Regions from separate parts of the Ovis aries genome. Here region 1 is linked to region 2. The links are chromatin contacts, called in public Hi-C maps. All regions are on one chromosome and are shown on one strand. Each heading gives the region's core, a stretch centred on a gene start, on an enhancer-like site or on the middle of the called end of the contact. The rest is flanking DNA. Distances are from core to core; before and after follow the strand shown. Region 1 overlaps AK7 (adenylate kinase 7). Region 2 has its middle 61 kb from the start of C18H14orf132.

What was found. Hi-C and Micro-C count contacts between places; a contact is called where the count stands out from the background.
Region 1: a contact with region 2 is called in a Hi-C map of liver, with 4 times the contacts expected there. The contact joins two enhancer-like sites. A contact is called at or near these places in 5 of 16 Hi-C or Micro-C datasets (hypothalamus, liver, omental adipose tissue and 1 more).

What each region holds. Positions count from the first base shown.
Region 1 is chr18:59,007,672-59,012,931 of ARS-UI_Ramb_v3.0, forward strand. AK7 (adenylate kinase 7) reads left to right here. Exons shown (of 17, transcript XM_060401466.1): 5 at 4,907-5,017. LOC132658096 (a long non-coding RNA gene) reads right to left here. Exons shown (of 3, transcript XR_009597131.1): 3 at 1-1,813. Among named protein-coding and RNA genes, the nearest start is that of AK7, 28 kb to the left of the region's middle. Within about 2 kb of position 2,385, at least 1 of the 54 cell types and tissues checked has an H3K27ac peak or open chromatin away from gene starts, as enhancers often do. A contact at or near this core is called in liver, where this site is marked.
Region 2 is chr18:58,666,283-58,671,337 of ARS-UI_Ramb_v3.0, forward strand. No RefSeq gene overlaps it. Among named protein-coding and RNA genes, the nearest start is that of C18H14orf132, 61 kb to the left of the region's middle. Within about 2 kb of position 2,344, at least 7 of the 54 cell types and tissues checked have an H3K27ac peak or open chromatin away from gene starts, as enhancers often do. A contact at or near this core is called in liver, where this site is marked.

The sequences.
Region 1 (5,260 bases), core at 1,135-3,634, 340 kb after region 2:
CCCTCAGTCTTCCACAGCATCAGGGTCTTTCTCAATGAGTTGGCTCTTTGCATCAGGTGGTCAAAGTATTGGAGCTTCAGCTTCAGCGTCAGTCCTTCCAATGGTTATACTCAGAATTGATTGCCTTTAGGATTGACTGGTTTGATCTTCTTGCTGTCCAAGGGACTCTCAAGAGTCTTCTCCAGCACCACAACCTGAAAGCATAAATTATTCAATTCTCAGTCTTCTTTATGCTCCAACTCTCACATCCATACATGACTACTGGAAAAACCATGTCTTTGACTATGTGGACCCTTGTCAGCTAAGTGCTGTCTCTGCTTTTCAACACGCTGTCTAGGTTTGTCATAGATTTTCTCCCGAGTAAGCATCTTTTAATTTCGTGTCTGCAGTCACAATCCACAGTGTTTTTCGAGCCCAAGAAAATAAAATCTGCTGCTGTTTTCTCGTTTTCTCCATCTGTTGGCCATGAAGTGATGGGGCCAGAAGCCATGATCTTAGTTTTTTTGAATGTTGAATTTTAAGCCAGCTGTATCACTCTCCTCTTTCACCTTCAGCAAGAGGGTCTTTAGTTCTTCTTTGCTTTCTGCCATTTGAGTGGTATTATCTGCATATCTGAGGTTGTTGATACTTCTCCCGGCAGTCTTGATTGCAGCTTGAGCTTCACCCAGCCCGGCATTTCTCATGATATACTCTGCATATAAGGTAAATAAGCAGGGTGACAATATATACAGCCTTTCTGTATATATTGACATACTCCTTATACTCCTATAAGACATACTCCTTTCTCATTTTGATCCAGTCTGTTGTTCCAGCTTCAGTTCTGTCCAATCATGTGGCCACACCCAACTGCAAGGAAGCCTGAGAGATGCCATCTAGCTCTGTGCCCAGGAAGTCAGCTGAGTCCAGGCTCCTCAGGGAAGGGCTCATCCCTAATGAAGAGAGCTTAAACAAGAGGCAGCCTTTGTCCCCCTGGGGATGTTGTCGTGCCTGGATGTGACACCTGAAGCTGCTGCTGACAGTCTTCTGTGAGCCTGACGAGGAAGACCACACCCCGAGGGAGGCAGACTTAAAAAGGCATCCACAGGGCGGAGAAGACGCCCATCACACGACACCAGAAGGCGCTCGATTTGGGGCTGTTACTTACGAGAAATAATGCATCCTCGCACTTTTGAGGCCATTTTGATTTCCAGTTTTGTTATTTGTAGCCAAAAACATCTAAACAAATACAAAACTGCATTTAAGATTTTTTAAATACAAAAGGATAAGTAGAATGTTTTCATTTGTAAATATTAAACAATTTTAATAAGTTGGAGAATCTTAATATACCCAGGTTTTTTCCATAGTATCTGTTTTAGAAGTATAGGGAGTTCCTCAGTGGTTCAGCAGTTAAGACTCCATCTTCCAATGCAGAGGGCACAGGTTTGATCCCTGGTTGCAGAACTAAGGTCCCACGTGCCATGGGGTACCACCAAAAATTTAAAAATAGTAATAAAAGTATAGCTATGTATTTGTTTTTTTATACTGAGTGAAGAGGGGGGACCAGAGATGACATTGGCTTAACCGGATAGCCCAGAAGAGCAGATGGGATCTGTCATCACACATACCGACCAGGTGGGAGAAAGAGAATAATGACCAGGGGGAAAAGAGTCCAGCAAGTGATCCGCACGGGGAGTCAAACACAATGACCAATTAAAAAGAGGGTCCCCCAGAGTCTTACCAGACAGCAGGTTCACCCAGTGTCCTCGAAGAAAAGGGAGATGGCTCTACATAGTCAGTTCTCCGGTTCCTAAGAAGATGAGGCCTATCAGTGAGCCTGTTGATTGTAATGAGGTGTTAATAAGGCAGGTGGTTTCTAGAAATGGCAACACATCAGTATACAACAATAGAAGAGTCCTGGTTTTATGCCGACAGTATGGCGACTCTTCACTTACTGGAAAAGCGACTGATACAAATGTTTGCAAGAGACTAGAACCTGTATGAAAGATGCAAGTTTAAAAGACATTTTATTTGTCATTTGTTTGTAACACGTAAAATTTAAGGACTAGAGGGAACATAGCCCCACAATCGGTAGGGAAGTTTCAAAATGTACAAACCAGATCTCAGTCCCAACCAGGAATTGGAGATGACGGCTCGAAGCCTGCAGCCCAGGATTGGCTAGACCTTACGGGCCCAGTGCAGCTGGCCAGAGAGGGTGGCCCAGTCTTAGTCTCAGAATGCAGGGGAGACACTGACTGGCTGTCCAGACCTGTGACCAGGGAACCAGGTCACCTGAAATGTAACTGTTTCTGTCACTGCCATAAGGACTGAGGGTGGTACAAGGCCCAGGAGAGGGCACTGGGCAGCCAGCCACAGGGAGCAGGAAGGTCAGTTAGGCAGGCTGGCCACCGTGCCACAGTCACTGGGACCAGGGAGATGCCAGGACTCAGTCCATCCTGAAGGCAAAGCTGATTATAGATCCGCTGTGAGTAGGACTGCCAGATGTAGCTAATAAAAATACAGGACACCCAGGTAAATTTAAATTTCAGATAAACTGCAAATAATGTGTCATGTAAGTGTATTTCATGCCCTAAGACATCCTCATACTTGAAAAAATATTTGTTTATCTGACATTCAAATTTAGCTGGGTGTCCTGGCAATCCTACATATGAGCCACTGGGTATATTTAAGAGGTCAGCTAATTAGATGACATGTATTCATTAAGTATCTACTATGGACACAGAATTGGGGTGGACTTACTGGATCTTCCCCAAAAAACTCTTTCTCCGTCTTTCTCCCAGTAGTGTCCACCTTGTCCACTGCTCACCTTCTCTCCTTTTCATCCATCAGTCAGTTCATCACTCAATTCTGTTAATTCCTCATCCAAAATGTCTCCTAAATGCATCCTGTTCTCATTGTATCTGTGGGCGACGAGGATGGCCTCGGAACTGGCAGCTGCCATCACATCCTTCCAAGGCAGTCTCCAACAAATAGCTTGTGACCTTGTTCAAATATAATTCAGATCATGCCACTGTTGTTGTTCAGTCGCTAAGTCATGTCTTTGCGACCCCATGGACGGCAGCATACCAGGCTTCCCTGTCCTCCACTATCTCCTGGAGTTTGCTCAAGTTCATATCCATTAAGTCGGTAACATTATAGTCCTGCTTAAAATGCTGAAAATCCTCCCATGCCTTCTCATGTCTTTAGGATGACTCTAAACTCCTTCACCTGGTCCACAAACCCTGGCAGCCTGGCACTGCCTACCTCCTCCTCTACCAATCCCCAGCTTGGCTCTAGTCATCTCAGCCCTTCTTCCCATTTCTCAAACCTGCCAACAATTGTTCTGCCTCCGGGTTCTCATCCTTGTGTTCATTCTGCCTCTCTGATTAAGTTTGGATAAGCCCTGGACTCAGATGCTTTTGTCCGGTTATTTATCTTAGAGCACTGTGACGTGATTGGAAGGCTTCTGATTAGACTGTATTTTTTGAAATCCTGGGACTTTCCTGGAGGTCCAGTGGTTAAGACTCTGTGCTTCCATGACACGGGGCACTGGTTCAGTCCCTGATCAGGGAACTAAGATCCCATATGCTATGCAGCTTGGTAAAAAAAAAAAAAAATCAGAAATCCTACTCCAAGTAGGACCTCTAAATCTGTATGGACTGGGGAGAAATCTGTACCATGGATTTCAGTTTCTCCATTTTGTTCTACAGGAAGTTTCTGTTGAACTGTCCCTCCGAGGGACTCTAGGAGCGTGAGTTGTGGAGGGACCAAGAGATGAACAGCTCAGTGGACTGTTGGGAAATATTCTCCATTCCTGATTCTTAGGGCAAACTGATGTCCTATCTAATGAAGCCAGTTTTTAAAGCCTAAGACAGAAACTTGAGCAGAGTATGTTCTAATTAACACGGGGTTGACTTGAGGGAAAGACGCAGTGGGGAAAAGAAGAAGAAGAAAAAAGCCTCCCAATTTAGATTTAAAAAATGAAATGGCAGGGGACTTCCCTGGTGGTTCAGTGGGTCAGAATCTGGCTGCCAGTGCGGGAGACACGGGTTCAGTCCCTGGTTCAGGAAGATTCTCCGTGATGAGGAGCAAGCTTATGCAGCGCAACTGCTGAGCCGATGTGCCCTAGAGCCTGTGTTCCTCAAAAAGAGAAGCTGCGGCGATGAGAAGCCCGCGTACTGAAGCCAGAGAACAGCCCCCACTCGCCGCAACCGGAGAAAAGTCCACGAAGCAACGAAGACCCAGCCCAGCCAAAAATAAAATTAAAAGAATAAATGAGACTACACACACATCAAGAACTATTAAGAAATGAGTTTATTTTTAATGTCGTTATAGAATCACCTCTCTACAGAATAAAAGAAGACGTTTAAATTTTAAAATTTTGTTTAGATGAAGTATAAATGATAGAATTTGGGGAAGTCCCTGGTGGTTCAGTGGTTGGACCCAGCACTCTCACCTCCAGGGACCAGGGTTTGAGCCCTGGTCGGGGAACTGAAATCTCTCAAGCTTTGAGGTGTGGTCAAAAAAAAAAAAAAAAAGATAGAATTTGACTAGCTGAAACATTTTCAAGAAAGTTAAGTCACTGTAGAAATAAGCAGTAGTTTTTAGAACACTTTGAGCTTAAAGGAAATGTTTTTTTCCTTCTTTTCCATACTGCCTCTTTCCTTCAAGTTAATAACATACTCTGCACAAGTTTTTGTCCTAAGAATCAGGAATGAAAAATGCTTCCAGACTGTCCACTGAGCTGTTCATCACTTGCTCTCTCCACAACTCGCGCTCCTATACAGTCCCTCAGAGGGACAGTTCAGCATTTCTTCCTGGAGAATCAAAGGGATAAACTGAAATCCATGGTACAGATTTCCCTAGCACCTTGGGGCTTGGAAGTTTCCATTGTGCTAACGCATGGACTCTGCGCTTTTTTTTCCCGTAGGATGACTCTGAGGTCCCATTTACTGAAGAGGATTATCGAAGAAGAAAGCAACATCCTAATTTTCTGGACCACATAAATGCTGAAAAAATGGTTCTCAAATTTGGGAAAAACGTAAGTCTCAAGTAGTAGAACCTTTTGAGTAGGAAAAGCTCTCCTGGAGGCAGCTTGCAATGCGCCTGGTCAGGACCATTCCACGTGCTCTGCATACATCACCTTAGCCGGCTCCCTATCTCTGCATTTAGGTCCCATGTCCTTACACAGACCGCCAAGCTTCAGGCTCCCTCAGAGAGGCCGTGTCCTGGCCCAAGTTCTGGCCCAGCCCCCTAAGATGGAAGCCTTGTATGGGGTCCTCAG
Region 2 (5,055 bases), core at 1,094-3,593:
TAAAGAATCTGCCTGCCAGTGTAGGAGATGCAAGAGCCGAGGGTTCAATGCCTGGGTCAGGAAGATCTCCTGGAGTAGGAAATGGCAATCCACTCCAGTGTTCTTGCCAGGAAAATTCCATGGACAGACCGTAGCCCCAGTCCATGGGCTACAGTCCATGGGGTCGCCAAGAGTCAGACATGAGTGGCTGCGCATGCATCGAGGTCATCCAGACGTCCTAAAATTAGGAGGGCCTACCCATGGGGCCAAAACAGGAGGGGCAGACCAGTCAAAAGATTCCTGGGTCGAGTTTCAGGCTCTTATGATTGGGAAGCCTTGGGCTGCAGAGTATCCCCCTCCCTCAACCATCACCTTGGACTGGTTCCAGCTCTTCTAGTCTCTGTCTAGCAGGAAGAGCCCGCCCAGAGCAGGGTCATTCAGTGCTGAGCAGATAACCAGCACCTGCCATTCTCAGGTCCAGTTACCTCATTTGAAGAGCCCGTTGTAGAGTGAAAATGCAGAGCTCTTGTGCAGAGTTATGAAGAATTTCAAGATGGCAACTGCGGGGCATAAAACCGAGTGTGGGGCCCTTCTGAGCTTGACAACACGGGTTACCTTCCCACCAGGCCGGGCCTGGCTGCTGCTGCTGCTCTGAACCCCGCAGGCAGGGGAGCAAGGGGCAGACTAACTCACTTCACACCACACTGCGATCCTCTCCCCAAGGCTGCTATTCAGGGAAACCGATGTTGACTGCTTGTGGGAGATGCAGAAAGGGCCAGGAAATATTCCCATGCCTGCTTGCAAGCTCCTTTCCCAGTGTGACTTCACAGCTGCCCTCTTCGGGGTGGGGTGCGGGGTGGCCCTATCTCCCCAACATCTGACTCTATGGACTGGCCTTGCAACCTGTGTCCACCAAGAGGGTTTGATAGGATGGACACTGGGCCAGTCCTGGGCATGGGCCACGGGAAGGTTTACAGCTTTCTCTCCTGATGACCTGGGAACCCTGCAGAGGTGAGATTAGCCTGCCTGAGGAGGGGAACCCAGAGCTCAGGCACCCCTCTGTCCCAGCTGACAGCCTGTCAACTGCCCCACAGGTGAGTGAGCCAAGCGAAAGAAGGGGTTCCAAATGTAAGTCTGCATGGGCTCCTAAGGGGGCAAACAAAGCCAAATAAATCACAGAAAGCTGCCTGGAGGAGGCAAAATTCAACCTTGCATAAAATCTGGAGCAGAAGGTCCATAGCAGAGGGGTCCATGGATCCTGGGGCGGAGGTGAGAGTTCAGGCTGGAGCCTGGAGGTCAAGGCTGTGATGGGCATCAAGCCAGCTTGAAGGACCCGGAATGTCAGGGTGAGGGTCATGGTAGGCTGTGAGCTGCCATCGGCTGTACCCAAGCAGGTCTGGTCCTCAGAGAGAAGAGCACAGCCTCTGGAACAAGGAGGGAGCAAGGATGCTGGGAAAGAAAGTGTAATCACTTAGTCGTGTCCGACTCTTTGCAACCCCATGGACTGTAGCCTGCCAGGCTCCTCTGTCCATGGGATTCTCCAGGCAAGAGTATTGGAGTGGGTAGCCATTCCCTTCTCCAAGGGATCTTCCCATCCTGGGGATTGAACTCACATCTCCTGCATCTCCTCTGCTGGCCGGCAGATTCTTTACCACTGAGCCACCTGGGAAACCTGCATCCAGCCCAGCCTTTACCAAAAAATGCCCCCACTGCCCACTGCCTACCCACCCCTACCAGCATGTATCGTAAACTTTTGGTTTTACAAATTTGGTTGATAAATACATCCATTCACATTCTGTTTGCCTGCTACCAATCAGCCTTGATAGCTTAATGGTCTGATAATGCGTTTCCTGGGGCAGAATGTCCAGAGGCAACACTGAGCCTGTAAAGAAATACCTTTTGACCAACCACAGCTCTTCCCTTTCCTCTAGGAGCCGCGTGCTTTGGAGGGGGGCTGTCGTGCTCCCGTCTCCGTGGAAGACAAAGGCTCCTGTGGGCTCCCCCTGTGTCTCCCACAGGGCCCAGTGGGGACAGTGCCGTGCTTCCACGTACGTGGGCGAATGCATGAACAGAAGAGCTGGGATGAAAGGCACTGTGGCACCTGGGTGCCTGGCAGGAGGGCCAAATCCCGCATCACCTGTGGAGCTGTCAGAGCCTTGAGGGTGGAGGAAGGGGAGGAAAGCAGAAGGGGCCTCTAGTGATTCCGGGAGTGCGGCCTGTTTACAGAGCTCGGGAGCCCACCCTCTGCGGGCATCTTTCCCTTGGCCCGGCCAGGCCCCTGTTGGCCCAGGCTCCAGCTGGGTGCTGGCCTGACCCGGGCAGCAGAAATATCCCCATGATTAATATTTATACAAGCCAGGCTGCTGGGGCCTTTTCTGCAAACTGAACAAATAACATTAACTACCATGGCAACCAGCACTCCACAGTTGCTGCCCTCGAGGTTGACAAAGCACTTTCCAGTCCAGCCTCGATTCTGGATGGGCCTTTCCCAACCAACGCCTACCTGGCTCCTGTCTGGGCTGGAATGAGGCCGGGTCCCTACTCTGTCTTGGGGGGATGGGAGGGTACAAAGGATCAGCTGAGGACAAAATGTGAAATGTGGACTGTGGGAAGCCTGCGGGGTAGGGACGGCCAGAGGAGGGTCTCCTTACCAGGCTGGCAGCCCAGACGGGAGGCCGAGATCCAGTTTTTAGAAGAGAAAGCTGAAGTTCAAGTGCTTGTTCATCCGATCGTTAATGACTGAGCACCTACTATGTTGCCGAGTCACTCGATCATGTCTGACTCTTTATGATCCCATGGACCGTAGGCTCCTCAGTCCATGGGATTCTCCAGGCAAGAATCCTAGAGCGGGTTGCCATTTCCTTCTCCAGCACCTACTGTGGGCCAGACTCTATTCTAGACAGACAGGGTGCAGAAGTGACCAAACCAAGGTCTCTAAGCACCTTCTCATGGGGATGGGAGATAAGAAACAAATAAGGAAATAGCTAAATAATGGATCTGTGACATCATAAGAAATATATCTGTGTCTATAGCTAACAATACTGAAGCGGAGCAGTGGTCCCTGCCCCTCACCATGTCCTTGGCCTGCCTTTGGTCCTTGGAAAACTTTAGTCAAAGAATAAGCTTAATCACAGAAGTGAGAAATACGAAAACAAAGGAAAACCGTCATAGGCTCAGTCAAGGATCTTTAGTTCTTTCTCAAGGGCTGGAGATAATATTCTGAGCCGTATCCTGTGAGCTGTCTTATAGATGCTAGAACATCAATATTCTGGAGAAGTTAACTGCGTGATGACCAGACTGTACCCACGACATGAGCTGCCACAGTTCCGAGAACAGCCCTCAAAGAAATGGGAACAAACAAACCCTGGAACTGAAGATGAACCGGACTTAAAACGACTTAAAATGACCAAGACGATGCTGGTCAGACCAGCAGTGTCTGACCACCTGTCAGGGTTGATTGTGCTGCTTCCCAGTCTTTCTGTAAAAGCTCTCACCCCAGCCTGTCAGCCAGGGGTGGGGGGGGAATCGGCCTCTGGACAGATGTCTGACAACCTCCTTCAACCAGTTGCTGGCATCTGAAATAAAGCAAAAAACCAAGCTTTCCTTTCCACCAGCCTGGCCTGTATGGCTTTTGAGCTCTTGCAGCCAAACCACAGAACACCCTTTCGGTAACAACACAGCATCGTATACTTAAAATTTGCCAAGAGGGTATATCTTATGTTAAGTGTTCCAACACTAAGAACAACAACAATAATAATAAAGGGATGAAGGAAACATTGGGAGGTGCGGATTTATCTCTGGCCTCGATGGCGGTGATGGTTTCATGGGTGTGTATTTATCCAGAATAGCATATGAAAAACCTGAATGAACATTTTGGCCAACCCGATATTTTTTTAATAAAAGAAAATATATACTTGGTCTCTGCTCCTGGTCTCTGACAGGACTCCTAAGACCCTTGTCACGTCCTGAGTGATAAGAGCAACTCACCCAGAGATCCTACATCCCTGGGGACTTCCTGGGCGATGGAAACATCCTTTGTTCTAATGGGGTGTTTTTAGGTGGGCTCCTGGATGGGGGCTGATCACCAGAAAAGCCAAGCCATAATCAGAAGCTTGGAGCTTTCAGACCCACCCCCATCCTCTAGGGTGAGGATGTTGAGTTCATCATCAATCCTGCCTACTCAGTGAAGCCTCTGTAAACACCCCCAAACTGTGGGGGTGGGAAAACTTCCTGGGTGATAAACATGTCCATATTCCAGGAGAGGTGCTCCCCAAGCTCCACAGAGACAGAGAGCCTCTCTTGGACTCTTCTAGGCCTTGCTCCATGCTCCTGTCCACCCAACTGTTCATCTGGACCCTTTAATATTCTTTATGCGTGGGGGTGCAGTCAGTCACTTGGTCAAGCTCTTTGCAACCCCGTGGACTGTAGCCCACCAGGCTCCTCTGTCCATGGGATTTCCCAGGCAAGAATCCTGGAGCAGGTTGCCATTTCCTCCTCCAGGTAATCTTCCCGACCCAGGGATGGAATCTGCCTCTCCTGTGTTGGCAGGCAGATTCCTTACCACGGAACCACCTGGGAAGCTTAGTGTGCTTTATGATAAACCAGTAAATGTTATTCTGTGAACTGTTCTAGCACACTATAAAACCTGAGGAAGGGGGTGGTGGGAACCCCCTATTTACAGCCAGTCAGAGAGAAGTATGGAGGGCCTGGAGACCCGGTGCTTGTGACTGGTGTCTGCAGTGGGGGCAGTATTTGGCACTGAGCCATTAAATCTGGGATTTGACATGAAACCTAGGTAGTGTCAGAAGTGAATTAAATTACAAGACTGGATATCCGGTAGGTTCTAAGGGTCGTTTTGCATGGGGAAAATAGCCCCATACACTTGGTGTCAGAAGTATTTTAAGTGGAAGAACAATTTCCCTTTAATGTCAGATGGTGCTGGGACCTCCCTGATGGCCCAGTGGTTAAGACTCCTCACTTCCATTGCACAGGGCACAGGTTCGATCTGTGGTCAGGGGACTAAGATCCCACATGGCATTCGGCCCAGCCAAAAATGATAATAATAATAATAAAAGA